Regions from separate parts of the Mus musculus genome. Here all the other regions are linked to region 2. Evidence: chromatin contacts called from public HiChIP or PLAC-seq and promoter capture Hi-C data. All regions are on one chromosome and are shown on one strand. The core of a region is the stretch at or near the end of the contact, and the rest is flanking DNA. Distances in the headings are between cores, read along the strand shown. Region 1 holds the start of Pgap6 (post-glycosylphosphatidylinositol attachment to proteins 6). Region 2 holds the start of Ggnbp1 (gametogenetin binding protein 1). Region 3 overlaps Ilrun (inflammation and lipid regulator with UBA-like and NBR1-like domains). Region 4 holds the start of Uhrf1bp1 (UHRF1 (ICBP90) binding protein 1). Region 5 holds the start of Snrpc (U1 small nuclear ribonucleoprotein C). Region 6 holds the start of Axin1 (axin 1). Region 7 holds the start of Decr2 (2-4-dienoyl-Coenzyme A reductase 2, peroxisomal).

Region 1 (4,190 bases), core at 1,101-3,600, 920 kb after region 2:
GGAGAAAAGCTAGCAGCCTGCTGGAGGAGAGCAAAGGAGCTGCAAAGGAGGCTGGCATGGGGAGGGCAGAGGGGAGCTCCCTCGGTGAACTCCACGCTCTCTGCTAGCTGCAGGTCCCATTCACCAGGTTGAGGACTGAATACCAGGAGCTGCTACATGGTAATATGATAATGGAGCAGAAAATAAACTGTGAGGCAGAATATTGCTCTCTCAGCTGAGGCAGAACAGGTTCCCCACCCCCTAGGACTGTGCGGTCTTGGATAGGCAGGTATCCAAACCTCTGAGGCGGCCCGGTGGGAGAGATTACCCTACAGCGTACAGCAGCACCCTTAACCTGCTAAGGGAAAAGCCCTTGGACCCCACAAAGCCTTTGTGAAGGGAGGGACACTTGGAATAGAGCTGACATCTGTGATGTTTAGATACCTAGATGAGACCCAAGTACCAAACTCTCATGTCTAAATAACCTCTCCAGACTTCCTTGATGAGACACACACTTACTTTGTTGAACACATATGACCTAGACAACTGGCATGGTAGGGTGAGCCCTGCCTGCCCCACACACCACCCCCATTGGCATAAGGTTGAGTAGAGAGTGGGAAAAGAAAGTCCTGAACTTTCCCTGAGAATTTAAGCAAAGGTACTCTGCCCCACACCTTCCAAACCCCAGCAACTGTCAGAGATACTACCCACACGTCAAAGCAGCCAGGGCCACAGAGCCACTTGTCCCCCACCCAGCCATCAACTCTCACTTGGGCTTAATCCCAGGGCTGGAGAAGGAGGAACAAATAGGATGTGGTATGGAGCAATCTATCAGAAGGTCTTTAGGGAACACTGCCTTTCATTTCAAACTATACCAACTCCTCGGAAACCAAAAACAACAACCCTCAAAGAAACAAGAGCTCCGGGCTGGAGAGATGGCTCAGCGGTTAAGATCACTGACTGCTCTTCCAAATGTCCTGAGTGCAAATCCCAGTAACCACATGGTGGCTCACAACCATCCCTAGTGAGATTTGACTCCCCCTTCTGGAGTGTCTGAAGACAGCTACAGTGTACTTACATATAATAAATAAATAAATCTTTAAAAAAAGAAACAAGGGGCTGGTGAGATGGCTCAGTGGGTAAGAGCACCCGACTGCTCTTCCGAAGGTCCGAAGTTCAAATCCCAGCAACCACATGGTGGCTCACAACCATCCGTAATGAGATCTGACTCCCTCTTCCGGAGTGTCTGAAGACAGCTACAGTGTAATTACATATAATAAAAATAAATAAATAAGTAAATAAATAAATAAATAAAAAAGAAAGAAACAAGAGCTCCAAGGGAGGAGGGGGTGGAAATGGGAGGTACAGTCAACATCCGGAAAGGTCCAAGGAACACCAGGTAGCACAAAGGTCTCCCGGGGAGTTTCCCGCCGGGCAAGAGAAGGGAAAGTACTCATCTTTCCTATTTCTAAATGTCTGCGGGTAGGCAGAACACAGAGGGTCAAAGATCTAACTGCCTCCTTAAACTGTAGTCCAGTGCGTTCCCACTTGCGGAGCAGAAATAACAAAAAGCAGTTAGGAAGCTCCCCTATAAGGGAGTACCCTTTCTTTACATCCATTCTGGTCAGCCAGCTTCTCTAGGGCCAGCTGGCAGCACAGTCGGTGAGAAGCAAAATCAGCAATCAAGAGTGACCTTCCTGGGATTGGATTAGGAACATAATGCTGGTTAGACCCCCCCTAGTCCAGGGTCTGCCCAACTTTCTCTAGCTCAACCCTTCTACCAGATACTGTCCCTTGCGTCACCACGGTTCAGCTATTCTTCGGAGATAGGTTCCTCTACCTCCCAGCTCTTGGGTGCCACAGTCGCGTCTCTAAAGCACAGGAGAGACGGACCGGTAGAATCCGCTCCAAGTGAGCGAACTCGGCGGGCCCGGAACGGAAAAGCGGGCATGGGGGTTTTTCTGGCCCGGATGCCCCGCAGGGGGCGCAACCCAAGATGAGAACCTCGTTTCAACGCCGCGCCAGGTGAACGCACAGGTGCCCCCCGTGAGTCACAATCCCCGCCTCCCGCCCGCCCCCGGCCCGCGCCGCGGATGGCGCTGTAGGCCCGCGGGCTCACCGCTCTCCTTGCTGTTGCTGGCGGCGGCAGGCGGAGGCCGAGCCAGGAGCAGCAGCAGCAGCAGCAGTGACCCGGTCGCTGCCTCCCGCGCTGTGCCCCCGGCCCCAACCCGGCCCATGGCTCGGCGCTCAGCCCGAGCTACCCCTCCCGCGTCCCGCGCCGCTCGCCCCCGCCTGGGCAGCCCCCGCCGCCTCTGCGGCCGCCGCCACTGCCTCTGCCCGGAGCTCCCATGGCTCCGATAGACCTGCCGCCAGCGCCCCGGGCACTTCCGCCTCCGAGGCCCCGCCCCGCAGGGAGCCGGCCTGCGGTCTAGGTTCCTGAGGATGCTGGACCGCGTCACCTTGGCCAGAGTGGAGGCGAACAGCAGGGGGCCGAAAAGGTCTCATTGGAAGGGGACACGGATTCACTGGGGATCACTCAGCTTGAGGGGGTGGGCGGCAAAGGATGAAGGGTCCTGTCGAACGCTTTGGGGTACCAGACGACAGATGTCACGTATACGTGACATATACGCCCGAAGGTGCACTCTGACCTTGCCTGGAAGAACCGAACCTCCAGCTGCTCTCAGGACCCCTCACACCATAACCATAAACTGCCGCAAAAGTATAAGAGACCAAATGGAAACGGGAAGGTGCACTTTGAGTAACCGAGTTTCATGTCAGTGTCAGATGAACTACTCTGGGTACCAAAGGGATATATTCCAAACATGTTAAAGATGTGGTTGCAAACTGAAAGCCCAAAAAGAGAAGTTGAGGCTTTTTTCAGAGGGGTTCGATGCAACAACAAAAGTAAAACAATGCACTAAAAACATGCGTACAAAAATAAGCCAAACATTTGTGGCCCGTGCCTTTAATTCCAGCACTGGGGAGGCAAAGGCAGGCAGACCTCTGAGTTCAAGGCCAGGGTAGTTTACAAATAAAGTCCAGGACAGCCAAAGCTATTACACAGAGAAACCCTGTCTTGAGAAAAAAAAATTATAAATAACACCAGGTCAGGTTGCAGCCTATCATGAAAAGCTGAGTACAGTGGATCTCAGCTGAAGTCCCAGTGCTGGCAAGGCTAGAACAAGAAAATCACCAAGAGTGAGGCCAGCCTGACCTACAGATACTAGTAAAGTGCTCCCCACATCAGTATTACCTGCCTTTTCAGGAAAGTGATAAGGGACCAGGGTGGTCATGGTGCACACCTTTAATCCCAGCACTTGGGAGGCAGAGACAGACCAACCTCTGAGTTCCAGGTACTCAGAGAAACCCTGTTTTGAAAAGCTGGGGGAAAAAAGTCAAAGTGCTACATGCTACAGGATTCCTAAAACATTATGCAAATTAGAACAACAGGACCACCTCCTGTGTTAGAGAATGTTAAAAAGTTGGAGCATATTTATCCTTTTGCCAAACAAAGATCAAAAAGCTCTTTGGGGAGATGGGGCCCAAATTAAGGAATGTCCCCAAGGAGCCTCCGAACTCTCCAAAAATAGCCCCAGCCTGTAGGAAAACTATTTCCTTTGTTATCCTGCCAGGGTTCACTGAAGTGTGGGGCTGCATCCACCCACTGTTCTAATGGTAGATGCATATATAAAGTGGTCACCCCTACTGAAAGTGACTGTGGTCACATGAGAAAGGGCTGGTGGGGCAGAGCACACCTGTATCTCAGCACAAGGAAGGAAGAAAGGCCCCACCCACCGGCAAGGCAAGTGGATATCTAAATTCAAGGCCGGCCTCGGGTACAAAGGGAGTTCCAGGACAGCCAGGGCTACACAAGAACTCCTTTCTCAACACCTCCCCTTTCTCCTCAAGAAAAAAAAGGAAAATATTGTGCTTTGTTTGGGAATGATGTACTGTGTTAGGAAAGTGGGGGGGGGGGGATGTTTTAATTGAGTGAGAGAAATTCACATCTTGTGTTGGAGAGAGTGATAGCCACAGGTTAAAAGCCCTTGCTCCTCTTCTAGAGGACGAAAGTTCAGTTCCCAGAATCCATGTTAAGTGGCTCATAACCACCTGTAACTCCAGCTAGGGGATCAGATAAGCTCCTCTGGTCTCCTAGGCCACTCCCATAGAAAAATAAAATTAATTTTCATGTCTATGTATCAAAGGTATGG
Region 2 (3,735 bases), core at 695-3,194:
TATCCTGCAGCACAGCACCTTGAAGAAGCTGGGCTAGGCTTGAACTCAGTTCTCTTGGGCCCCTTTAAGTGCTGGGATTAGAATGAGTCGCAGCACGGTGCCTACTGTGTACCAGGCCCTACTGTGTGCTCAGCCTTCATCTAGCCCTTGATACCTCACTGATCTTTAGATGCCTCAGAGGCCCTTGTTGCCCATGTCCATTTTATGGGTGAGGAGAGTAGGCAGAGATACCCAGCAATGCTCCTCTGTCACATGACACGGCGTGGAGCAAGTGGGGTTCCAACCTCAGATTCTGCCTCATGCCCTGCTGGGCTCCTGCCCCACCCCCACCCCCAGAAGTCTTAGAGGAGAGGCATCCATTTCTGCTCCCCTCCCCTCTGCCCCTCCCACCTGCATCCTTACCAAACTCAATTGGGCAGTGTTCATCCTCTTCCTCCTTGATGAAGGCCCCAGGGGTGAGCGCCAGTGGTCCCGGAACCCACTGTAAGCATCCTTGTTCTGTCTCCAGGGCCTGGCCAAAATGCTCCCTAAACCCAAAGCCACAGTCAGGTGGGGTCAGGGGACACCCACAAATGTGGCCTGACTCTACCTTGAGTCTCTCCACGGACCTGCTCTGTTCCCTGGGATAGCTAACAGAGGGGTTTCCCTACCACCTCTGGGGGACATAGGATGTGGGGAGCTAGGCACCTTCCAGACAGGGAACTGCTGCTAAGACCAGTGGGAGAGAAAGCCAGGCAGGAAAGTAGGGGTACAGGCTGGAGCAGAGCCTACTTCAGCGTACTTCTGTCCAGACTCTAGTGCACCCTTCCTAGCCTCTAGGATATTTTCTTTGGTTGTTCTTTGTTTTTTCAAGACAAGATACCCCTCGGTGTGGCCCTAGCTGTAGACCAGGCTGGCCTCAAATGCAGAGATCTGCCTGCCTCTGCCTCCTGAGTGCTGGGATGAAAGATGTGTGCCACCAATGTGTTTTGTTGTGCTGGGGACTAAACCCAGGCCTGGACCGTGCTAGGCAGGCGGTACTCCACTCTGAAGCCACACCTCAGTTCCCAGCCACTCCTCACACAGCCCTGTTTGCTGACCCTCCCTCCCTTGGGACCCTTAACTGTCCCTCATGGCTTTCACTATTCAGGACCCCTTACCCCAGCCCATTACAGCTGTGGGCTTCTAGTCATGGCCCTCATGCCTGCATCCTCCTTCTGTTCTAGCTAGATCAGGCTACCCCACCAGCCCTAGCACCAGCAGCACCAGCCCCTCACCTGTCTGAGGCCCCGGAGACCTCCCCTACTGGCTCCTCCTCCTCTCCTTTCTTCTCAGGTAGCTGCTCCAGAACCTCCCAGGTTCCTCTGAGAGGAACTGATGTTACCTCAACACCCTGGGCCCTTAGCTTCGGGACATCCTTGGAGGTGAGGGTCTGGGACCCTGAGTCCCCAGTGCCCAGCTCAAAGGCATCATGCCTCGGGTTGGAGGGAGCTGCAGAGAGAACCCTGGGCGGGGGCTCCCTCTTCCCATTAGAGGAAGCTGCAGAGTGGACCTTGGCCCGGGGCTCCTTCCTCCCACGACCTCCCTGGTGGCCCATCATTGGGGAGACAACATCTTGCTCCCATGAGGAGCTGGGCTGGCTCCTGGTCAGGGGCTTGTTAGTGCTCTTAGAACCGCCCTTACTCCCCACCAGGTTTCGGAGAAAGCGCAGCATGGAGGAGCAGCCTAAGATCCGTGACCGAGGGGTCCGCGCCGGGGCTGCCATCCTGAGTGGGACCCCGACTCAGGGAGAAGCCATGGCAGCCAGCCCAGGACCAACTGCTAGCAGAAACCTCCAGTTGGAAACTTCCAGAAGTTCTAGAAGGCAAAGAGGAGGTGGGGGTGGGGGGAGGCTATAACTGGAGGCTGGTGGGGGGGGGTCTACTGGAAGGAAAGCGGGTAGAGGGGTAGAGGGAGCTAGCCAGGGTCCAGCTCAGCAGGTCTCAGAGGAAGGCTGGAGATTGAGGGATGGTGAGACATAACACAACAGCACCCACAGGCTGTGGAAGCCTGGCTGAAGGCAGATAGGGCGGCCGGGGGGGGGGGGGAGGAGGGTGCACACGCTGAGAACAGGACATCATATGCTCCTGTCTATCCATAAACTCCTGTTTACTCTGGGTTTGAGATCAGTCCCTGCAGCTGCCAGGCTGCAGGGATCTAGGACAGCACAAATTCTGAGCTGCCCCTCCTCCTCCTCTTCTTCCTCCCCTTCCCCCTCCTCCTCCTCTCTTTTAGGGTGTTAGTAGCACAGGCTGGCCTCTATTTCATGATCCTCCTGCTTCAGCCTCTTGAACGCTGGGACTGCAGGTCAGCTCATCCTGGTTTTTGTTGTTGTCTGTGGTTTGCTTTTCACTAGAGGGAGAAGATGGAAGAGGAGGCCCGGGAATCAGAGACAGGAAAGGCAGAAAACAGAACGCTTTTCCCCTTGGCTGGGACAGGGCAGGCAGGGGAGGCTGTAGCTGCTTCCAAGCCCGGCCGAGGACCTTCCCCTAAGCAGCAGCCTCCCTGAGCGCCTGCATCCGGCGGCCACCGAGAACTTCCTCTAGAGGGAGCTGGTCATTGCCGGGAGCTGGGACCTCCTCTATGGTCACAAAGTCGCGAGGTTTCCTGGGCCAAGAGGCAACCCGAGGCGGCATCCAGCACCATGAATCCACTGATACCAGTTCCTGCCAGTCAGGCCTGAAACCTTGGCCCCTGGAAGCAGCCAGCAAGCCCTTCGGGGTCTTCGTCTTTGCACGGCTGAGCCATCCCACATCTGGAGCAGAGTCATTCAGGTACACGGGCAGCCAGTGCCAAATCCCACCGTCCTAATCCTGGGCAATTCTGGCCCAGGGTGGGGCAGAAACCTCCATCGGCAACCCGGTGAGGAGGGAGGCCTTGATGTGGCTTCCCTGGGAGGTTCTGAAAGGGAAGCTGCAGGCATGGTTCACACAGGGCCTCTGGCTATACATCAGAAGCGCCCCTTCCTGCCCGGTTCTGGTGGCCCTGGACTTTTATGTGGAAGGAGGGGAGGGTCAAGGTCATGAACAGAGACAGAAATTATACGGTTGATACTCCCTGCTGTACCAGGACACGGACAGTCCTCCCCCAGAATGATTCTAGGTACAGCCTAGTGGTCGGTTGTGAGGAACATGCATCCTGGGCCCAGCCAGTGGACATAATGGGAAGTCAAGGCGACTTGGATGGGGGCCAGGTGGGCCAGGGCAGCACTGGCTGTGGAGGGCTTTTCTGAGACTCTTCCTGCTCTCTAACAGTAAGCCTCCAGGGTGGTGTTATTATTACTATTATTATTTTGAGAGAGAGAGATGTGGATGAAGTCAGCGTCCCCTGGCCCTGCTGGCCTGGGATTACAAGGTACCAGGAAGAGCACCCTATCCCGGAAGGAGCCGTTGGGTAGACTATGCCCAGCAGAGGGTTGTCTTGATGAGGCCTGGCTCTCAGGGATGGCAAGAGGAGGGTCTGTCTGCTCACCCTGTCTCCATCAATGAAGAGGGAGGTGAAGGGGAGCCGGCCCTCCCCCACCCCTTTTCAAAGAGTGCTTCCTGCAGTGATGGAGGTGGCCCACATAGGGGTGGGAACTCTTGAAAGGGTGCAAACTGAAAGTGAAAGGTCTTGCCTCAGGAACTAACCGAACTCTGAGACAGGTCAAAGAGGAAAACGGGCTTGGGTGTGGCTATAACACCAGCCAGCCAATGGCTGAGTCAGGAGGATCAGGGA
Region 3 (3,920 bases), core at 347-2,846, 770 kb before region 2:
TGTATATTTGTTTGTGCACGTGTATCAAGGCTGTTATGTGGAGTCAGAGGACAGCCTGCCTCTCCTCTCCCACCTTGTACTCAGGCCGCCGTGGTTGGAACAGATGCTGGCACTTGCTAAGCCATCTTTATGGTCCGTGTGTGTGTGTGTGTGTGTGTGTGTGTGTGTGTATGTATGTACATGTGCGTGTGTCCTTGTTGATGTGTGCACACAGTGCCAGGGCTGTGGAGGCCAGTAGAGGGTATGTGGTTCTATGGTTGTGATTGTCTCATATATAATGTTTGTGTGCATGTATGTCTGTGCATCATATGCATGCAGTACTCTAGGAAGCCAGAAGAGGGTGTTGGAGTCTTTGGAACTGAAGTTACAGACTGAACTTGTGGGTGTGGGGAATTGAACCCAGGTTTCTTTGCAAGATCAGTAAATATTCTTCTATCCAGCCCTGTATGGAACTTTGGGTTTTGTTTTTTTGGTTTTTTTTATGTTTTTATTTATTTATTTTTTTTTTTTGAGACAGTCTTTATGTAGTACTGGCTAGTCTATAGCTTGCTGTGTAAACCAGGCTGTACTCAGATTCACAGACATCCTCCTGCCAGTCCCTCCCGAGTGCTGGGATTAAAGACCTGCACCCCTACGCCCTGCCTGTATGTAGCTTTTTAAAGTTACTTGTTTCATAACCACCGTGCAGTGGCCAATATCCACTGACTTCAGGTTGCACTTGCAGCTGAGGTGAGTGGCCTGCTCCGGGTTTGTTAGTGTAGTAGCTAGCGTTGGGTGTGTTGCACACTATAGAACTTACCTTTTTAAAGCTTGGAGACAAGCATACGGTTGGTTACTTCCTCTGTGGATGTTCTCTTATGTGGACATGTGTATGCCAGAGCTTGCTTTCATATCATCTCCAGAGATGGCATGGCCAGCCGGCACGTTCCTCAGGGGAAATGAAACTAAGCCACTTTGAGGCTGGTCCCTATGGGAAGCACAGTGTCCCAAGATCTCACAGGCAGGAATTCTTAGACACAACAGAAACATTTAATCAAAGAGATTGTAAAAGGTATATGATATTTCTTAGCAAAGCCCATAAATTCTGCCTTTATTATATTTCCTAATTTTTACAGCAATAACAGCTAAATTATAGGATAAATTGTGTATTCAGATACTTTTTGGCAACTTTAAAAAAATCAAACCTTTGTATTTTTTAAACCAAGAAACACCTCTTTGACAGTCTTAGGATCAAATCAGTTTGAAATTCTGCTTAGTTGCAGATTTATCTGCTCATACCATAACTCACTATCTGAGTTTCATGACAAACCAGAACCGTGTGTAAGGAGCGCTGTGTCTGGACATGCTTTGTGCGGTCATCCTGTGGTGTTTGGGGCAATCCACATTGTCTCCTCACAGTGGCTCAGAATTTCCAGAAACTGTAGTTACCATAGATACAGCGATTGTAAATCATTTCAGGAAATTAAATCCAGCGACCAAAACAAGGAGTTATTCTAAACCTGCTCTTTTGACCGAAACGTGAGTTGTTGGACCCCGAGGTGTGTGACGGAAGTGACTCAGCAGAGTGCAGCCTCAGGTTACATGCACAGTCTGCCTTTGTCCTCCTGAGTACACAGTGCAGTGCACATACACAGCACCGCCCTCAGACTTCGCCTCAGAGGTTTGCATTGCAATAAGTTCCTGTAACAATGTGGCTTCCATCTGCAAATTCATCTTAATACTTAGCAGCTTGAACCTGGACTGACTGAGGCAGATTACAGGGTCCTTCTGGGGACCCCTGCTTCCGGAGCACTTCCATCTTCACAGGAAGGAGGAGTGCCTTCCTGCCTTGGGCCTTGTTCTCCTCAGACTCGAGTGCTACCCGAGTGAAAGCAGACAGGAGGCCTGGCCAGAGCAGATCTGCTGCTAACTAATTGGATTTCCCTTTGCAGTGTGCCTTGGTGTGTGTGTCCGAGAGCAGAGGACGGCCACACTGGGGGTAGAGCATATGTTCCACAGCATAGGGGCTCCACAGGGCTAATCCTGCCAGGCTGTGGTCCTCCTTACAGTTGCACACTATGTCATTAGAATGAGTGTTTTATGCTTAGTGGCCTGGTGTTTTTCTTTTTTCTTTTCTTTTCTTTTTTTCTTTTGTGTGTGTGTGTGTGTGTGTGTTTCACTACTGGGGTTAAGACTATGGCTGTGTGTATACTCAACACTACCCCTGAGCTGTTCCCTCTGCCCAAGAAAAGCATTTTTTTTTAAAGATTTATTTATTATTATATATACATACACTGTTGCTGTCTCCAGACACACCAGAAGAGGTGTCAGATCTCATTATGGGTGGTTGTGAGCCACCATGTGGTTGCTGGGATTTGAACTCAGGACCTTTAGAAGAGCAGTCAGTGCTCTTACCTGCTGAGCCATCTTGCCAGCCCCGAAAAGCATTTTTTTTAACTCTGTAGATTTTTCTCTCTTTTCTTTTCCATCCCTGCCCTCTGCATTTACTGTGTGCATGTGTGTGACTACATAGTAGCCACAGCTCATGTGGCAGTCAAAGGAGTGCTTGTCAGGAGGCAGGCAGGCCTCTCCTTCTGTTAGTCAGGTTGTAGTGGCTAGCACATTGTCAGGCCTGGCACCAAATGCCTTTACCTAGTGAGCCATCTTACCAATCCCCTTCATATCCTCTCTGCTTTTGGGGGACTGGTGTCTCATATTGTAGCTCAGTCTAGTAACCTAGAACTTACTGTGTAGCCCAGGCTGGCCCCAAACTCCTGACAGTCCCCCTACCATAGCCTTTTGAGTACTGCGACTACAGACATCAACTCCCATGTCTGACTAGATGTTTCCTTTTGCTTTAGTTGATCTAAATTTCCCTGTACCTGAGAGCAGGCAGGGTCTCATGTGGCCCTGGTTAATAATCTTGAACTCGATATGTAACAGAGGCTGGCCTTTTAAAACTCCTGCTCCTTCTGTCTCTGCTTCTCGTGTATTGAGCTTACAGACATGCAGCACAATGCCCAGCTTGTAGTTTCAGTTCTTATGTTTTCTAATGTGTATGGGTATTTTGCCTGAATCTGTGTAGTAAAACACACACACACACACACACACACACACACACACACACACAGAGACACAGAGTGTGTTAGCTACAAAGTGGGTGCTTGGTATTGAACCAGGATCCTCTGAAGGAGCAGCAAGTGCTCTTCACCACTGAGCCGTGTCTCCAGCCCTGTGTGTGAGTAACAGTGCTTGCTCCCAAGCCTGAGGACTGGAGTTCATTATCCGTAGTCACATGGTGTTGGGGAGAACTAGGTCTAACAAGGTGTCCTCTCATCTTCACGTTGTTCCGGCAGCGGTACATTCATGCGTTCATGTAAACACACACTTAGTTTTTCAAAGTTCATACAGCATTTTCAATTGTAACTTTTTTTGGGTGAGTGGGGTGTACAATCTTGCTATTGTAGCCCAGGCTGGCCTTGAACTTGTGATAGTCCTCTTGCCCCTACCTTCCTGGTACTGAGTTCCAGCACTTGGGACTCAGGCAACTGGGTCTCTGAGTTCAAGGCCAAACTAGTCTATTTATCTGAGCTCCAGGACAGCCAGAGCTACATAATGAGACTCTTGTCTGGAAAAAAAATGTCTGTGGTAGTGACAGAGTATTTCAGTCATCCCATGGTACAGTTCCCAGACAGGAACAGTCCTATGGTATCCCACCCTCCCCACTGCCCATCCATCCTTTGTCAGAAGATTTTTTGAGACAGAGTTTCTCTTTCTAACAATCCTGGCTGTCCTAAAACTTTGTAGATCAGGCTGGCCTCATACTCAGAGATCCACTGATTCTGCCTCTGGAAGGAGGGGAATAAAGGCGTGTGCCATCAAAGCCTACATCTTCAGAATATTTTTGACTGAACTTATATTGAAGACTGTTTCAGCCTAGA
Region 4 (4,206 bases), core at 390-2,889, 830 kb before region 2:
AGCCACACAAGTTGTAACCCCCAAAATGCCCGGTGTCCTACTGGGCGCTCTGTGAGGCTCTTAAATAAATCTTTCAATATAAAAACACATGGAGTCTTCTAATTTATCACTGTCTCACCACATGGTCCAAGTTGGCTGGGAACTCTACTGTAGGCTGGCCTTAAAACCCCACTCCTCCTACCTCAGCCTCCAAATGCTAGGACCTCGGGGGTGTGTGCACCACAGCAGCCTAGATAGTCTTTGACGTATCTACTACTACTATCTAGTTTGAAAGAGATAAACGTTGAAGAGGAAGTGCCCAGACTCCAGGAGCCGGCCCTTCAGTCATGCACATAACAGTTAATCAAACAAGGTATCTGAATCTAGCTAATAAATGTCTAAGATCACATAAGCCAATGTCAGCCAGGCAACGGGGGACACCACGTCAGGGACAGAGGCTCACACAAGCCCTGGTGTTCCATGTTGACTGGCAACACTCACACACACCTCTTGAAAACCACTAGTCACTGTGCTGCCAAACTCTGGATCACTAGAGCCTCTGAGACAACCTAAATTAACAACCATCACCAAGCTAGAATAAGCAGCGAAAACCAACTGCAAAGCTAGCTCCCAATTTTCGCAGCCACCCATTCTAACAAGCTGCATCATCACGCAGAGACCAGGAGTCCTTCAGATATAGCTGAAAAGTGTCTTGCCAGCTAACCCGTCATGCCCCAAATACAGAGCGACAGGACAGCTTAACAGGAGGCCACAAAGCACAAGTGGACACTGGCTGTCAAACAAACCTCCATGGCATCTTAAAGGGAAGGCTGCTGAAACTTTATCCCCCACCTCCGCTGACCTTTCTCCAATCCGTCTGTGTACGGAGAAGAAAGCGGACCCAGAAAGGAGGGAGGTCCGAAAGGACGACCAGCCTCGGGTGAAGGGTTTATATCTTTTCAAGAGTGATGCAACAGGGTCAGACAGAAGAGGAGGAGCTCGCCTCACAGAAGGAGAAAGCCGGCGTCGGCGCTGCAATCGAAGGGGACCTGGGTAATCCAGCACGGAGCGGCAAAGCCAGAAATGAACCGGCGCTGGGCGGCTCGGCAGGCGGGAAGAGGCCTCCAGGGCTGGCCTGCCAGGTTCCGTGCGGGTCTGGAAGGTACGGCCAGGAAAGGGCTGGGTGACCCGCGCCGAGGAAGGAGGCGGCGACGGGGGTGGGGAGGAAGGTGGCCCGGGCGAGGGAGTAATGCAGCGCCGACAACGGCCCGCAAGAGTTGAATCGCGCCTGCAGGGAGCCGCTCGCCCAGAGCGGCCGGAGGGAGGTCGGAGGGCTCGGAAAAGGACCGAGTACGCGGGGTGGCGCTCTCACCGGGACAGATGCTTCAAGATCTGCTTCTTAATGATCCCGGCCATGCTGCAGCCCGGGCCCGCGTGGAATGCAGGCAGACGGGCAGCCGTGGCCTCCTCAGTTGTGGAAAAGAGGCGTCCTCTCACCTCGCCGCGGCGCGGGCACCGGCTGCCGTAGCCACAGTGGCCGCCATGGCTCTCTGTCGCCCCTAACTCAGCGCCAGGAGTTCCGCCGCGTTCCCACCCGCCCGTGCGGCGCCGCAGGATCCCGCGGAGCAGAACCCAGACCGCACGCCACCCTCCGGGATCCCCGTGGCGAGAGCGCACGGCGAGGGGCGGGGACGCGCGCGGCGGCACAGGCGCAAGGGATGAGGGGCGGGGCGGCGGGAGCTCAGAGGCATAGGGGGCGGGGCAACTGCGCGGGGCGGGGCTTACACGCTCAGAGGCGGGGCTCACTCTTCCAGAAGGTAGATGGTGGCATTCGCCTTTACTCCGAACTCTCCAGAGCCAGAGGCAAGCAAATATAGGACCTTGAGACCAACCCTGTCTACATGGGGACTACCAAGACAGGGTTACATTAAGAGACCTTGTCTCTTCTGAGTTCGAGGCCAGCCTGGTCTACAAAGTGAGTTCCATGACAGCCAGGGCTATACAGAGAAACGCTGTCTCGAAAAACCACAAAAAAAAAAAAAGACCCAAGAAATCTAACCTTTAATGCTTCCAGTTTCAAGAAAAATATCTGCAGTTATTAAGCTGCTAAATACATAAGGCCTCCGTGATAAAGTGCTCGCCAAGCCTTGGGCCACTCCATTAAACACAGATGGAGGCTCCTTCCACTCTTCACTGTATCCAGGAGATACTCAGATACCATCTGACCAAAGCTACAAAACTGGGGCAAGGGCTGAATCCTGTTTCCATGCATGACAATGGCTCAGTGCAGGATCTCATTTCCCAATGCACCATTCTGACAAACTGCTGAGGTCAAAACGCCGAACAACCACAGCAAACCTAACCAACATACTTTGCTTAAAGCCCCCTTTAGGAAATTTAAATGTCTATTGATCATTAGTACATGACTCAATATACTTAACTGCCTTTTGAAAAGGGAGCAATGGAAATGAGAGCCAATGTCTTTAATTCTCGCTATTTCGTGTGGTTTTGCTTTCTTGGTAAGTTTGGCGGGAGTAGGAATTAATTACATCAAGCAAATGAGGTAAGTACTCCACTCAGACGCACCGCCCCCCAAAGACGGAGTGTTTTTATTTATCTGTGCATTCCTATGTGAGTGTGAATGTCATGTGCCCACAGAGACCAGAAGCTGTCAGATTCTTTGGCACTGGAGTTACAAGTAGTTGTGAGCCACTTGGTGTGGGTGCTGAGCACTGCACCTAAGCCCTCTAGAGCAGCACTTAGCAGGGAGCCATCTCTCCAGTCCCCAGGTCTTTTAAGTTTACTCTTGGAGCCCAGCGTGGTGGCGCAAGCCTTTAATCCCAGCACTCTGGAGGCAAAGGCAGGCGGATTTCTGAGTTTGAGGCCAGCCTGGTCTACAAAGTGAGTTCCAGGACAGCCAGGGCTACAAAGAGAACCCCTGTCTCGAAAAACCACCAAAAAAAAGTTTACTCTTGGTTGAGATTGAGACAAGGTATCCAGATATAGCCCTAGATGGCCCAGGGATTGCTATGTAGATAGACCAGGATGTGGCCAAAGTGGCAGCCATCCTCCTGTCTCTGCCTCCTGAGCGCCAAAAAATGTGGCTGTTCACACCACACCTGGCTATACTGTTTTAGTCACTGCAACTAACATTCATTGAGCTTTCACAAGCTGTCGTAAGTTCCTTCTGAAACTTTATTCATAACTAGCAATGTTTCCAGATTGAGATTTAATTTTAATTTTAAACACTGAGACAAAAAACATGGCACAAGCCTTTAGTCCCCACAATCAGGAGGTGGAAAAACAGGTGGATCTACTTGAATCTGAAGCCAGCCTGGTCTACAGACTGAGTTTCAGGACAGCCAGGGCTACACAGAGAAACCCTGTCTCAAAATTAATCAATCAATCAATCAAAAAGAGAGGATTGAGAAGGAGGGGGGGTGGAAATTGTCGGACAATAGTTTTTCTTGTTGAGACAGGGTTTTCCTGTGCAGCCCTGGCTATCCTGGAAATAATTTCTAGACCAGACTGGCCTAAAACTCACAGAGATAGGCCTGCCTCTGTGCCCCTAATCCTGAGTGCTGGGATTAAAAATGTGCGCTGCCACACCCAGCTGATACTATGCTCTTAAAATCCCAGTCCTCATGAGCTGAGGTAGTTCAAGGCCAACCTGGGCTATATAATACAATGCCATCTCAGGATAGCAGCCAGGCATGAGGGAAGCACCTAGGAGGAAGAAGCAAGACTATTAGGAATTCAAGGTTGTCCTCAGCTCTATAGTCATTTCTAAGACAACCCAGGTTCCAGGTGACCAGTATCTTTATTTTTCTGCATACACACCAGAAGAGGGCATCAGATTCCATTAGAGATGGTTATGTTCCACCATGTGGTTGCTGGGGATTGAAGTCAGGACCTGTGGAAGATTAGACAGTGCTCTTTACCTCTGAGCTATCTCTCCAGCCTGGAGACCATATCTTGAAAAAATGGAAGGGAAATTGGAGAGATGGCTAGGTAAATAAGAGCACTGGCTGCTCTTCCTGAGTTCAATTCCCACCTCTGACACCCTCACACATATACATGCAGGCAAAATGCCAATGAACATAAAATGAAAATAAGTTACATAAAAAAACTAAAAAATTGTTTGTTTTGTTTTTTTCCAGACAGGGTTTCTGTTTGTCTGAGAATTTGCTCTTTAGAGAAGGCTGGCCTCGAACTCAGCAATCTACC
Region 5 (4,040 bases), core at 1,426-3,925, 810 kb before region 2:
TAATTTAAAGTAAATGCAAAGTCTTGCCAGGGTTTGAGACCAAAACACAAAAGGTTCCTATGAATAAAAAGGTCCAGCAGTGGCCCAGAACACATTGGACTGTTCTGAACAATCAGGTTTCACCTGACTAATTCTCTTTGCCAGAGTTACAAACATGAAACCCAAAATAAAGTCTCTCAAAGGCATCTCTACCTTCTCCAATCATCATGGAAAACTCTCAACATTGTGGTTCACAATTTTTCAAAGACAGGGTCCCATAGATGTGTTACACAATCTTGACAGTAACAGGAAAATCCTAGGCAGCTCCATCTTCTCTGCCCCCCCTCCAAGCCCACCACAGAGTGAGATGCTCTACCCCACCAAGACCACGCTGTGAGACGTACTTGTCTTGTCAATCAGGCTCTGGGCCTGCTCTTCCATCCATTTCTGATAATAGTCTTTCACATTCTCTTTGTGTTTCCGACCACTGCAGTGTGTCTTCCTCACAGATGGCTGGAAAACAGAAAGGTCATGGCCAACACAGAGAAAAAAAATCACCAAACTAAAAAGGTTTCCCGCTTTGCCTCTGGGTGGGAAGCCTAGCTAAGACACTGAAATACCTTTTATACACTGCCTTCAGTACACATCTTTCCTGGACTTACAAACTATCCCAGAGGCCAGCATACTGGGGCCTACCCATCAAACATTTGCTTTTGAGCACTGGCAGACACATAGATCCTTGCCTCTTGGCCTCCCTCACTACTCAGTACCAGGAACAGAACTCAGAGCTTCTGTAGTTTAGGCATGTGCTCTACCAACTGGGTTATACATCTGCCTGGCAGCTTCATTTATTTACTGTCTATGGCTTCTGTCTACAATGACTTTTAGTATTATAAAGACTTTTTAGTATTATAAAGACTCCATATTTACAAATCTAAAACAGTTTGCTACTTTAAGAAAAAGCATGCGTATGGCTGATCTGAATCCTGGTACTATTTCAATGTCCTCATGTTTCTCTTTTTTTTTTTTTTTTTTTGGTTTTTCGAGACAGGGTTTCTCTGTATAGCCCTGGCTGTCCTGGAACTCACTTTGTAGACCAGGCTGGCCTCGAACTCAGAAATCCGTCTGCCTCTGCCTCCCAAGTGCTGGGATTAAAGGCGTGCGCCACCACGCCCAGCGTCCTCATGTTTCTCATGGGAAAACAGCAGCTTAAATATATTTAAGCCACACTATTAGGAGAATACAGTACTATAGGCTGGTCGGAGTGATGCAGGCCTTGAATCCCAGGCATGGAGGCAGCAGGACAGCCTGTTCTACATAAGTTCTAGGCCACCCAGGGCTACATAATGAAACCCTTTCCAAAAATAAATAAGCCAAGGAAGTGGTGGCACATAACTTTACTCCGTGCACTCAGAAGGCAGAAAGCAAGCAGCTCTCTGTGAGTTCGAAGTCAGCCTGGTTTACAAATTATTCCAGAAGATCTGTCTTGTTTCCTCAGGAGATTGGGGGGGGGGGGGGCAGATAAATAGATTATTTAAAACTATTAAAACCATAAAAACCAAATTTTGTTGTTGCTAAAGGTTGTTTTGATTTGCTTTTTTTTGAGGTAGGGTCTCCCACCATAGCCTTAAACTCACAGCAATGCTCCATCTCAGTGTACTAGGAAGACAGGCGCCAGGCCCTAACTTTGTTGCTGGGCCTTGTGGCTGCTACACACGGGGCAACACTAATCACATATCTCAGTTATTCCTCCTGATGATCAATAGTTAATGAGGTTCTCACAGGAGCTGAGAATGGAGCTGTACACTAAGACATTTCTTTCCATTTTAACCAGGCATTTGAATAATGTGACATAATCAAATCTGCAAGTTTGTAGGAACACACTCCTGGTTTGTTTGTTTTTTGTTTTGTTGGGCTTTTTTTGGAGGGTGGGGCGAGTTATTTTGACAAGGTCTCAATATGTATCCTTAACTGACCTGGAATTTGCCATCTTCCTGGCTCAGCCTCTCAAGTATTGACATTACAGGTACATGCAGTTTCTGTATACGCAAATGCTTTCCATCTTCAAGCTTGCTTAAAGTTTTATCATTCTGCAAATACCTTCAAATTGCAAAGACCTCACAAAAAGGGTGGGAAAAAACACCCGCTTCCTAATTACTTTCTAAGAAAGGTTGTCATAAAATTTCCAGGAGACTGTAATGCACACACCTGGACCTAAAGAAAAAGAATTTTGCATACAAGGCGTTTTAGGATTATAAAAAAGACCCGCCACTTACAGAATCGTGGGTAAGATACGTATCACAGTAGTCACAATAAAACCTGAAATGACAAAAGAAAACGTCAGCAATTAACAGCTGTCCAAACAAACAGACCCAAAACCCAACTTCCTCGGATTGTAAGTCAAACAAAGCGTCCTGACAGAATGCGAGGCTTCTGAGCGAGGGTCCGCGCCCACTCTGCCAGGATGGCCGGAGAGCCTGGGTCTCCACCCGCCATCCCTCGGAGGGGCTCGCCTTCCCCTCGGAACGTCCAGAACCCGAGGCCGCCGCCCTGCACCTTCACCAGGACCCAACTGACCACCGCAAGTCCGCTTGCTCCCAGGGCCACACTCACTTGGGCATGATGCTCCACAAGCCGTTGGCTACCCCGATCCCCGCCGCCAGGAACTGACGCACACAGGCTGCGCCGACGCGAGCAAAGGATGCAGACAGGAGGGGTAGGACTTCCGCTTCCGGCCTCTGCCCTACGGATGCTGTGGGTGCCTCTGAGGTTCAATCCGCGCTCACTTATTCAGGATTAGTTACTCCGTCTAGGAAGTGCGTAATTTAGTACTATCAACAAAAGGTTCCAAAACCCTGAGTCAGCAGTTCCTACGCTGCGAATCATTAATCCAGCTTCTCAAATTGTGGTGACCCCCCCAACCAGAAATTATTCTTGTCGCTATTTCATAACTGTAATTTTGCCACTCGTATGACTAGTAATGCAAATTATCGGTGTTTTCTGATGGTCTTAGGAGAAACCTGTGAACGGGTTGTTCGACCCGCAAAAGGTGTCACGACCACTGCTCTAGTATGTACCCAGCTCTTCTGTAAATGAGAAGTGAAAAAGGCAGAACCAAATCAGGTAAAAGTTCTCATTCTCCAAGACCTGATTAGCAGTAAGCTGAAATCGATCAGTGGCTGAGGGATCAAAGTCCTATGCTGGGGAAATGAAGCGGGGAAGAGCGCAGCTGAACATCAAGGAAGACAAAGAAAATGTAGAAGACGATCACTGAGAAATTGATCATTGTATTTGAGCAATTAAGACAGACGTGAATTGTAGGGACACACTCCTGGGTGAGTGGGGCGGGTCTCAAGTTTTAAACCCTGTCTCCCTGCTTCCTTCCTAGCTGTGCAATTTACTCTCTCTGAGCTTCAGTTTCCTTATCTGAAAAGTAAAGGTAATAACTTGTGCAGTTTAAGGAAGAATCAAATGTAAAAATGCTGGAAAGTAGCTGGAGAATTGGTGTAGCGATTAAGCATTTGTTGCTCTTGGAACAATCTAAGTTCGATCACCAACACTCCCCCGTGGTGACTCCCACCTGTCTGCAGCTCAAGTCTCAGGGTGTCTGATGGATCTTTTTTAATCCACTCCCAGCACTAGGCACATACATGGTGCACTTACAAACTAAACACCCATATACATACAATAATACAAAAATGAATTTAAGCCGGGCAGTGGTGGCGCACGCCTTTAATCCCAGCACTTGGGAGGCAGAGGCAGGCAGATTTCTGAGTTCAAGGCCAGCCTGGTCTACAGAGTGAGTTCCAGGACAGCCAGGGCTACACAGGGAAACCTTGTCTAAAATAAAACAAAATATAAAAAAAATTTAAATGTAAAGCTCATAGGGCATTTAGCGAAAGGTCTATGCACTTAGGCCACCATAAATGGTAGTGATTCTATAGACGTTGTTAGCAGTACATTGCCAACTAACAGGTCAAACTTAGAGTCTGTTCTCTCAAACAAAGTGGATTGCCTTTTAACTTGAACTCCAAAGAATGAGAGAGGAGGGAGGAGTCATA
Region 6 (4,147 bases), core at 677-3,176, 890 kb after region 2:
TAACCTCAGTCACTTTCTGGTAGTTCTGTCTGCATGTGGTAAGCACATTGGATATCTAAAACATCACACCAGCCCATCGTGTCTACTATGCTCTTATCTAGGATATCATCACAGGAAAAAGGGGCCTGCACTCCTGGCTACCTGTACCTGAACACGAAACATTCCCCAAAATTACTAACACTGAAACAGCCCAATTTCCAATAACCCCTGGGCTCCCACAGAGAACATCTAACACTTAAGGCACACAGAAATACCACACATAAAGCAGCTATGATAATTCAGTAAGAATCTAAAGCCCATTGCACCAAATCCAGCCTCAAATCTGCAACCAAGACTTATAAAGTGACTCTATAAAGGTAATATATAAACCTGATATCATATATAAAATTCCCTTTGACACTGTCAAAACACACAGCCCTGGGTGTATTTGTATATATTGCTTATACTCAAGTATAGCTTCCAAGCTTATGATTTAGGTGGAACGTGGAAGTAATAATATGACTATCATACTAACGAGCCATTGATTAAATTCTTGAAAGGTCAGGACTCTCATTTCATATCTAGTGCAGTCCCCCATCACATAAAGTCGTAACGGTGTTTCTCTGAAAGATGTAGGACAAGTCAATACTGCTGAAAAATCAAACAAAATCTCTGTGCTCCCTATATTTTCTCGGCCCTGAAGTGGGCTCTAAAACTGAAACCAGCTAGTACTGCCTCTCTCAGGTAAAGTCAGACTCCATGTTCTCCAAAACGGACTGTGAGTAAAGGAACGCATTGGAGTAAAGGGGAGGAGTACACAGTTATTGCGAACTCTTTACAAGTTATCTTCAGATGAGCCGAAAAAAATCCTTATGCCCAACTAAAAATGCTCGCTCTGGGCTTTGGTTTTGGGTGAATTTGTTTTGTTTGGGGGGAGCATTATTAAGTAAGGCAATGAACACCAGGACAAGTGGTTATCTGGCAAGCCAAACCACACCAGAGAGTGCCCTCCTTGGATTGTTCTTACTCGTCCCTACTTTACTTTTTCATAGGGACTAGGGGATAGCGCAAAGGAAGACACACACACAGTCTAGCACCAGCAGCTTCTCAGCACCCACTCACCCATATCCTAAATGTGTCCCAGACCCATCAACAGTACACCACACTCGGCAGACACACACCCACCTGTACATCATTCTTAGAATCCTTGCTTTTCCTTAGTCCCTGGTCCTGTTCAAACAGGCCTTGCTTTCCCCATGCCCTACTATCGTCCTGTCCCTGGCACATCGCCCCCCCCACCCCCAAGCCCTTCTCCTCATATATACCTAGCATACCATGCAGTCCCCACGCCTCTACTCATACTGCGGAGCCTGCCACCTCTTCCGCTCAACGTCCCCTTGGATCTCAGGTCTCCCTACGCCGGGCACAACCTCGCACATCAGGGGCCGCGCTCCGGCACGCCTCCCGCCCGCAACCCGCGCGCCCCTCTCTTCCGGGTCCGCGTACGCCGGCCTAGCGCGGCCTACTCCCGCAGCCCCGGGCAGCAGGCCTCCGCGCCACAGGAGCGCGCCCGTCGGCTCCCACTACTCACCAGCGCGCGGCGGCTGTGGAGGCGCGGCCCGGGGCCTGGCTCCCGGCCCGGCGAGGCCCATGCGCTCAGCGGCGGCTCAGCGGGCGGGCCACGGCGGGGGCGCGGCCCTGGGGGGCCCCCATCGCGGCGGCGGCGGCGGCTCGGCGACCCGTGGCCCGGAGGCGGCGCAAGGCAGGCCGCAGAGCGCCGCCAAAACCGGCTGCTCACTCTCACCAGCCCTCTCTGGAACCAGGCTCCAGCCCGACCCCAGCAGGCTCCTGCGGCGGCGGCCGCAAGCGCTTCCCTGAGCCGGGAGCCTGAGCCCAGAGCCCTGAAGCCCAGGCCTGAGCGCCCCCGCCGGCGCCGCCCGGAAGTGCGGGGGCGGGGCCGTGGTGTGGGGCGGGACTGCTGCGGAGGCTGGGTCTCGTTGTAGAGGCAGAACCACGGTGTGGGGCGGAGCTTCTAACACGGGGCGGGTGGGAGTCCGAGGACAAGAAGAGTAAGGGGCAGAGTCTTGAGCGAAAGGCGGGACTGCGGCGTACTCAGGAGCCAAGCACTGTCTTGCGGTGGTGAAGGCGGGGCGTGAACTAGGAGTGCCGCTGAAAAGAAACGTAGCCGCGGAGGATGCCCAATGGGGCAACGACTACTGCTCGTCCCGAAAGGTGCCATGGGAAACAGCCCTGAGCGCGCTCAACAACCACAGCCATCACTGAACCCTAGGCCAGTACACTGAAGGCAGACCACTCATATCTGATCGCAGATGCTATTGAGAGAGTAGAGTTTCTGGGTAGCTGGTCGCCCTCCACACAAATACACACATAACACTTATAATGTCTGCAAGGCATCTCTTGCTAAGTCTGCAAGCGCAAAGAGTCAACTCCATTTTGCCCCACCACAGGAACATAGATGCACAACTCTCTACTTGGCAGGTCTCAACCCTCGGTCAGCCACATCCCAAGGAGAAATATGTGAACACAAGTAATTACTGCACTTAAGAATGTCATCTACCAGTCAAATCAGCCCCTGACACCTCTCAGGTAGTCCATTTTGCAGACAAAAAGTTGTGACCTAGGCTTAGTACGCACCCACCCAGACCTCACCTTGGCCAGAGGACTCCTGGTACCCATACCACCCTATACTGGCTGCATCTGCACTTGCCATCTACATGCTTTTATACTGCTGCTGCCAGTGCCACTGCCATGTTTTGTTCTGGACATTGTTCTCCCTCATTGCCTTGTCCCTTCTTCATGGCTCACAGGCAAAAGCAGTAGTACTGGCTTCAGACTCTAAACCCACAGCTGACTGGGGTGATCCTAACCCTGCCACCTGTCCCTTAAGAGGACTTAGCACAGTACCGAGGACCAGGATTGCTATGTATAGAGAAGGAACCACTTGAACTATAGCTACTAGGGTGACCAAGCCTGACAAATTCCCCTCCTAGACTCATCACTGAGCCTCAGGTCTGGGGCTGGGGTATAGATAGTGCCCCCCCCCTCAAATGCCAGGACAAGTTTCATGTTCACTTCTGTCCATCTAATGCAGCCTCAGGTCCTCCGGCCTCTGGGCACTGGAGACTCTCTAGCAGCCCCTGACCCAGACCATTCAGCCTCATACCATTAGAAGAAACAATCACGACCACTGAGTGAGCAGTAGATAGCCTTGGCCTTGGGCATCCTCCCCACTCCCAAACCCGGACCCCAATGCTTGCCTTGATTCTGTAGAGCTGCTGCTGCGGCCAGGCCAGGCTCTCGGGATCAAGTCCACGTCCATCCTCCTGCTGGCCCACGGTGGTAGGTATCCCCAAGCCCTGGGACCAGAGTAGGGCCCTCGGGCCTCCAGCTCCTCGGGACCCCTGCCCTGCAGGGACAGGAAGGGAATCAGGAAGCCTGGAGGAAATGCAACGGCCTGCTAAGGAGTGCTGGGGGGGGGGGGTGTGGTGGGGGAGAAATTATAAATAGGGGTAAAAGGATTAAATTATGAAGACCTTGAGGGAGTTTCTGCAATGAGAGGGTAAAGGACAGCACTTGAGAGCCTTGAAATGCCTTTGCTCCTCCCAGAATTGCCATTAGCAGCTTTAACTAAATTTTCATGGCATTTGCTCATGTTTCTTGCCAGGAATCAAGAGTTTTAAAAACCCAAACTCATGAGCAGAAATTCTTTTCCTCAATGTAGACATAGAAATATACTTTTGCAAAAAAGGTTTATTTTTATTTTACGTATGTATGTGAGTACACTCTCACTCTCTTCAGACACACCAGAAGAAGGCGTCAGATCTCATCAGAGATGGTTGTGAGCCACCATGCAGTTGCTGGGAAACGAACTTGGAACCTCTGGAAGAGCAGTCAGTGCTCTTAACCACGGAGCCATCTCTCCACCTTGACATAGGAATACTTTTAAATAAAGTGTCTTTTAATAATGATACAAAGAAGCCGGGCGTGGTGGTGCACACCATTAATCCCAACACTCGGGAGGCAGAGGCAGGCAGATTTCTGAGTTCGAGGCCAGCCTGGTCTACAGAGTGAGTTCCAGGACAGCCAGGGCTACACAGAGAAACCCTGTCTCGGAAAAAAAAAAAAAAAAAAGATATAAAGAGCTCCG
Region 7 (4,214 bases), core at 923-3,422, 940 kb after region 2:
CTTCTTCAGTGCCCTTGTTATAGGCTTGTAGCACCATAACCAACTCCAAAATCTCCTTCTCTTCTCTACGGTCACCTTGTTCCCTGACAGAGGGCAGCAGGTTAGAGGCAAGATAGCCCTGGGGTCCCAATCCAGACTTAAACTGGACTCAACCACAGACTCCACCTTTTCCACCTCTCACAGGAACGTCATCCATGCTAGCGATTCTGTGGATGGGGCCCAGAGGGAGATCGAGCTGTGGTTTCAGAGCAGCGAACTGTTGAACTGGGCAGATGGTGGTCACCACAGCAGCTGCTACCCTGCCTGAGGGCTTGCACTGCCTTCTGCACTTCAGGTCTACCCATGACCTACTACCTCTGTCAACAAGAAGTCAAGCCCCCATGCTTCCCATGTCCCCAAACCACTCCCTACTCCCGCTCTACCCAACTCCAGCCCAGGGGAGTCTAAGCCTCAACTCTATGTGCCTTTTTGTATCCTAAGTCAATACAATATTGGACCATGTCCTTGTGTACAAAAGTGCCAGACAACCTTTGGGGCATTGTCAAAGGTGACTTCACCTGCCTCAAAGGAGAGACATTAAAATTTTATGCTTAAAATGGAAATGGTCTACTTACTAGTTCTGCTATCTCAGCACTGTGTGACCTTTCCTGGGAGATATGAACAAATGCTTGTTCACCCCCTCTAGGGCACCAATAACAGACTAGAGTAACAATTCCAACCATTTCCAGTTGGTGAACCCATGAGTTCGTTGGACTGGCTTATGGGACCGTGGATGAGAGATTGGCCACAGAAACATGGGTGACCTCAGGACAGCCGAGTCACTGAAAGGTCCCCCTGCCCCCAGCATGGGCAGTGACAGCAAGCCTGATGGGATCCTGCTTTCAGTTTACCTACCTCCTACAGGGGAGTAGAAAGTCCTAGGTGAGGAGTTAAGGCCAGTGTATAATGCCGATCCTGGATTACTACTCCCCTAGTCCCAGCTACCACCGTATTCTACTTATTTCATTGGCACGACTACAGGGCCAAGCTATAGGTCACCAGAGCAATGATGCACCATGATGTCCCATAGTCATGACAAATGTGGAGGAAATTGCTTTACTCAAGCACTTTAATGAGTGTTTTTATGCATGGTATAAAACATTAGGCCTGAAGCTTAGAGCTTTGAGTAAAGAAAGGAAGGATCCCTCGACTTTGGGTAAATGCAAGAACCAAGCAAGAATCCAGGGCCCATGAAATTGAGAATCCAATTGGGGTTCTTTTGCGGGCGCTGGTATAGCTCCTGCCCATCTGATTTGTCTGAGGATGGCAGTAAAGAATAGACCGGACCTGAGGCTTCTTCAAGGCCCAGTGAGCGAGCCTTCAGTAGGAGTACACACCAGTCTTTGTGGGTATTGTGTATCAGGTCTCCTGAAGTTGGAACAGCAGAGCCTAACACTCCAAGGGCTACTCTCATCTCTCCCTCAATGCAACCCAGGCACAAAAGAGTATCCTCCACTCCCGACCTGATGCTGTCCATGATGACCACCACGGCCTGATGTCCATTTATGTTCACATTGACACATGTAAGTCACATCTCACCCCGGATCCCAGAGTCACTGATTCAGTTGCAGGTACATCATGACAGCTTCTGTGGCTAATTTGATAAGTCATTTCACTCTTTGACATCTAGACAATGGAACCCAGTTCTTGGTTCTCTGAGTTTCAGTGCAGTGATTCTTGCCAGCCAGCAAGAGGTTCACTCTGGACTTTCCACCCGGGTTAGCCACGAGAGGGAGCTATTGGGTTTGCAAGCTCCAGATTCTCTGCACTGGGAGGTAGTGTCCAAGAGCGGTGTTCATCTGGAGTTCCGACTTCCACAGCTGATAGCACGCAGCCCGGCCAGCTTGGGTATATGGACTAAGTGGCTGCACAGACACCAACTGGGAAAGGAACCGGGCATTTAACTGGCTGGAGCGTCTCTGGGCCTCTGTATCAGTGCCTCCTCCCATTCTCAGTCCCAGCAGGCTGCGCGCCACCGAGGGCGGGGTGTCCGCCTGGTCGAGTGGGAAGGGCTGGAGGCTGGGAGTTGCGGGAGGGTCTGTGATAGGAAGGCTTGAAGGGCCCAGGCACCTTTTTGGGGTGGGGCGCCCCTGTCCCACCCCCGTCTGATGGGCGGCTTGATGTGGGGGCAGAACTTTGGTCCTGGATCTTTCTGGGCGGAGCGAGCAACCTGCAGAACGCTGCGTTTTGCGTTGGAAAGGTAGATCTGGTTCCTGGTTCCACTGTCCTTGCCATCCCGGACACGCAGCAATCATGGCCCAGCCGCCGCCCGACGTTGAGGGGGATGACTGTCTTCCTGAATACCACCATCTCTTCTGCCCGGATCTTCTCCAGTGAGCTAAAGCAGGGAACCAGGGGGCGATCCAGACTTGGGGCACAGGGTTTAACGAATCTGCCACTGGATGTGACATCACAGAGGACAGATGCTCAGTACTCCGTTCCTGGGCAATCGTAGACCTGAAGTTTCTTGGGGTTCTGGAAGAATGGGATGAGGGACTGAGGGTGGAAGCTGCTCACTTTGTTTTGTTTTGTTTTAGAGACAGGGTTTCTCTGTATAGCCTTGGCTGTCCTGGAAGTCACTTTGTAGACCAGGCTAGCCTCGAACTCAGAAATCCGCCTGCCTCTGCCTCCCGAGTGCTGGAATTAAAGGCGTGCGACACCACGCCCGGCGCTTGCTCACTTTTGAAAACAAGTCTCTCTTGGTAACTTACTACGCAGAAAATTTTAGGCTAAATAAACTCCTTCACCTCCGAACTTCTAGGGAGCCTAAAAATAACCGACTTTAAAGATTGCAGTTTTATGGCTGGGGATTTATGTCTTGCAAATTCATTGAGTACCTGTTTAGCAGGAGCATGTTTTCCTTCATAGCGAAACTGGGTAGAAGTTCATGGAGTGAAAGTTCTCCACGGGCCGCTTATCTATTTGAGCTTGAGTTAACAGAGATCTATCTATCTAAAGCTCTTCGAGATGAGGTTTCTCTGTGAAGCCCTGGCTGTCCTAGAACTCTCTCTGTAGACCAGGCTGGCTTTTAATTCTTGGTCCCCCTGTCTCCACTTCTCACAGGCTGGAATTACAGGCATGCATCCCCCATCAAGCTAAAACATGGTTTTCAAAGAAGAGTTTAGGGACTAGAGAGATGGCTGAATAAGTTCAGAGCACTTACTGTTCTTGCAGGAGACCCAGCATTGGTTCCCAGCATCCACACGAGGACTCAACTCTCTGTAGGCACACAGGCAAAACACTCATACTGGTAAAACAAATAAATATTTAAAAATGACTACATTTTCTTGTTTTTGAAGGGACAAAGTGGCCTTTATCACAGGTGGTGGTTCTGGGATTGGCTTCCGGATCGCAGAGATTTTCATGAGGTACACACTACCGGAACCCTTCCTGCCACCTTACGTCCCTTTGTCTGGATCTTGGTGGATTTGGGGGAGTGGTTGAATGCTGTCTTGGGGAGAGGTCAGGACCTTTGTGGTCTCCTAGAATTAGTTGAGACTGTGTGTGACTAGCCTCACAGCCTCGTACGTTGACGGGGTGCTGCTGATGTGGGAGAAGAGTGTCCCTTGGACACAGGTTTTGTGACCTCATTGAGAGGATTAGCAGCTCGATACCAAAGCTGGTGGAGGCTCAGAATTGTGGAGGTGGAGGTAGAAGAACCCTTCTCCAGTCTTCCCCAGCACTCAGCTTTTCACAACTGGACGTGAGTCCCACAAGAATCGACTGAGGCTCCAAGTAGTAGATTATTATTCAGAGCTGGTGGCTTTATGAAGTTTCTTCTAGTAGAACAAAGCCCTGTCTATTCAGAGTCGGGAAGATTAAATAAGCTGGTGTAGCTTCTATGAAAACCTGTGGAGCAGGTCATAGACACTGTTGTCACCGGGTGGCTCCCCCTCTCAAAATGGGCTCCTGTTCTTCACTCCAGTGTCCCAGCAGGGCCCTGCACAGATATGGGATTGACACCAGTATCCCACTACACCCTCTCTGCCATGTACATGGTATCTGAGGCAGGGTACCCCAAGCCAGAGACACACCACAGACACCTAGGAGTGGGCAGCCATGGCATCCAGAAGTCTGTCTAGACTTACACAGTTGTGCCTGCTGCCGGTCAGGCCAAGAAACTAAGAAACTTGGGGGAGTTCCTTCTGGAGTAGTGCTTGCTGGGAGCCCCCCAG

Evidence for each region. Promoter capture Hi-C pulls out the DNA fragments that hold promoters and counts their contacts. HiChIP or PLAC-seq counts read pairs in DNA pulled down with a chosen protein or histone mark.
Region 1: a contact with region 2 is called in a promoter capture Hi-C map of liver, with 4 times the contacts expected there. The contact joins the promoter of Pgap6 here to the promoter of Ggnbp1 in region 2. A contact is called at or near these places in 1 of 39 promoter capture datasets (liver) and 1 of 115 datasets of contacts at active chromatin or transcription factors (pancreatic cancer cells).
Region 3: a FOXA1 HiChIP or PLAC-seq map of pancreatic cancer cells shows a contact between it and region 2. The contact joins the enhancer-like site here to the promoter of Ggnbp1 in region 2.
Region 4: an HNF4G HiChIP or PLAC-seq map of pancreatic cancer cells shows a contact between it and region 2. The contact joins the promoter of Uhrf1bp1 here to the promoter of Ggnbp1 in region 2. A contact is called at or near these places in 3 of 39 promoter capture datasets (embryonic stem cells and hippocampal neurons), 4 of 115 datasets of contacts at active chromatin or transcription factors (bone marrow-derived macrophages, embryonic forebrain, microglia and 1 more) and 1 of 9 other capture datasets (adipose tissue).
Region 5: a contact with region 2 is called in an H3K27ac HiChIP or PLAC-seq map of microglia, with 6 times the contacts expected there. The contact joins the promoter of Snrpc here to the promoter of Ggnbp1 in region 2. A contact is called at or near these places in 3 of 39 promoter capture datasets (embryonic stem cells, hippocampal neurons and pre-B cells) and 8 of 115 datasets of contacts at active chromatin or transcription factors (bone marrow-derived dendritic cells, embryonic forebrain, embryonic stem cells and 5 more).
Region 6: a contact with region 2 is called in a promoter capture Hi-C map of hippocampal neurons, with 2.3 times the contacts expected there. The contact joins the promoter of Axin1 here to the promoter of Ggnbp1 in region 2. A contact is called at or near these places in 2 of 39 promoter capture datasets (hippocampal neurons and liver) and 1 of 115 datasets of contacts at active chromatin or transcription factors (pancreatic cancer cells).
Region 7: a contact with region 2 is called in a promoter capture Hi-C map of liver, with 2.5 times the contacts expected there. The contact joins the promoter of Decr2 here to the promoter of Ggnbp1 in region 2. A contact is called at or near these places in 3 of 39 promoter capture datasets (the HPC-7 cell line, liver and pre-B cells).

Annotation. Positions count from the first base shown.
Region 1 is chr17:26,111,476-26,115,665 of GRCm38.p6, reverse strand. It overlaps Pgap6 (post-glycosylphosphatidylinositol attachment to proteins 6), which reads right to left and starts at 2,350. Exons shown (of 13, transcript NM_021793.2): 1 at 2,099-2,350. The coding sequence starts at 2,216.
Region 2 is chr17:27,027,468-27,031,202 of GRCm38.p6, reverse strand. It overlaps Ggnbp1 (gametogenetin binding protein 1), which reads right to left and starts at 1,944. Exons shown (of 6, transcript NM_027544.2): 1 at 1,257-1,944; 2 at 403-527. The coding sequence starts at 1,744. Bak1 (BCL2-antagonist/killer 1) reads left to right here and starts at 2,576. Exons shown (of 6, transcript NM_007523.3): 1 at 2,576-2,792.
Region 3 is chr17:27,797,882-27,801,801 of GRCm38.p6, reverse strand. The region is part of intron 1 of Ilrun (inflammation and lipid regulator with UBA-like and NBR1-like domains); the gene reads left to right. Among named protein-coding and RNA genes, the nearest start is that of Ilrun, 21 kb to the left of the region's middle. Within about 2 kb of position 1,596, at least 231 of the 459 cell types and tissues checked have an H3K27ac peak or open chromatin away from gene starts, as enhancers often do. A contact at or near this core is called in pancreatic cancer cells, where this site is marked.
Region 4 is chr17:27,853,940-27,858,145 of GRCm38.p6, reverse strand. Uhrf1bp1 (UHRF1 (ICBP90) binding protein 1) reads right to left here and starts at 1,639. Exons shown (of 21, transcript NM_001080769.1): 1 at 1,352-1,639. The coding sequence starts at 1,395.
Region 5 is chr17:27,838,722-27,842,761 of GRCm38.p6, reverse strand. It overlaps Snrpc (U1 small nuclear ribonucleoprotein C), which reads right to left and starts at 2,675. Exons shown (of 6, transcript NM_011432.2): 1 at 2,593-2,675; 2 at 2,256-2,298; 3 at 384-492. The coding sequence starts at 2,600.
Region 6 is chr17:26,136,465-26,140,611 of GRCm38.p6, reverse strand. It overlaps Axin1 (axin 1), which reads right to left and starts at 1,926. Exons shown (of 11, transcript NM_009733.2): 1 at 1,571-1,926. Gm46600 (a long non-coding RNA gene) reads left to right here and starts at 1,860. Exons shown (of 3, transcript XR_001782196.2): 1 at 1,860-2,211; 2 at 3,271-3,339; 3 at 3,799-3,827.
Region 7 is chr17:26,088,122-26,092,335 of GRCm38.p6, reverse strand. It overlaps Decr2 (2-4-dienoyl-Coenzyme A reductase 2, peroxisomal), which reads left to right and starts at 2,172. Exons shown (of 9, transcript NM_011933.2): 1 at 2,172-2,372; 2 at 3,339-3,407. The coding sequence starts at 2,293. It overlaps Nme4 (NME/NM23 nucleoside diphosphate kinase 4), which reads left to right. Exons shown (of 5, transcript NM_019731.1): 5 at 184-591. The coding sequence ends at 307.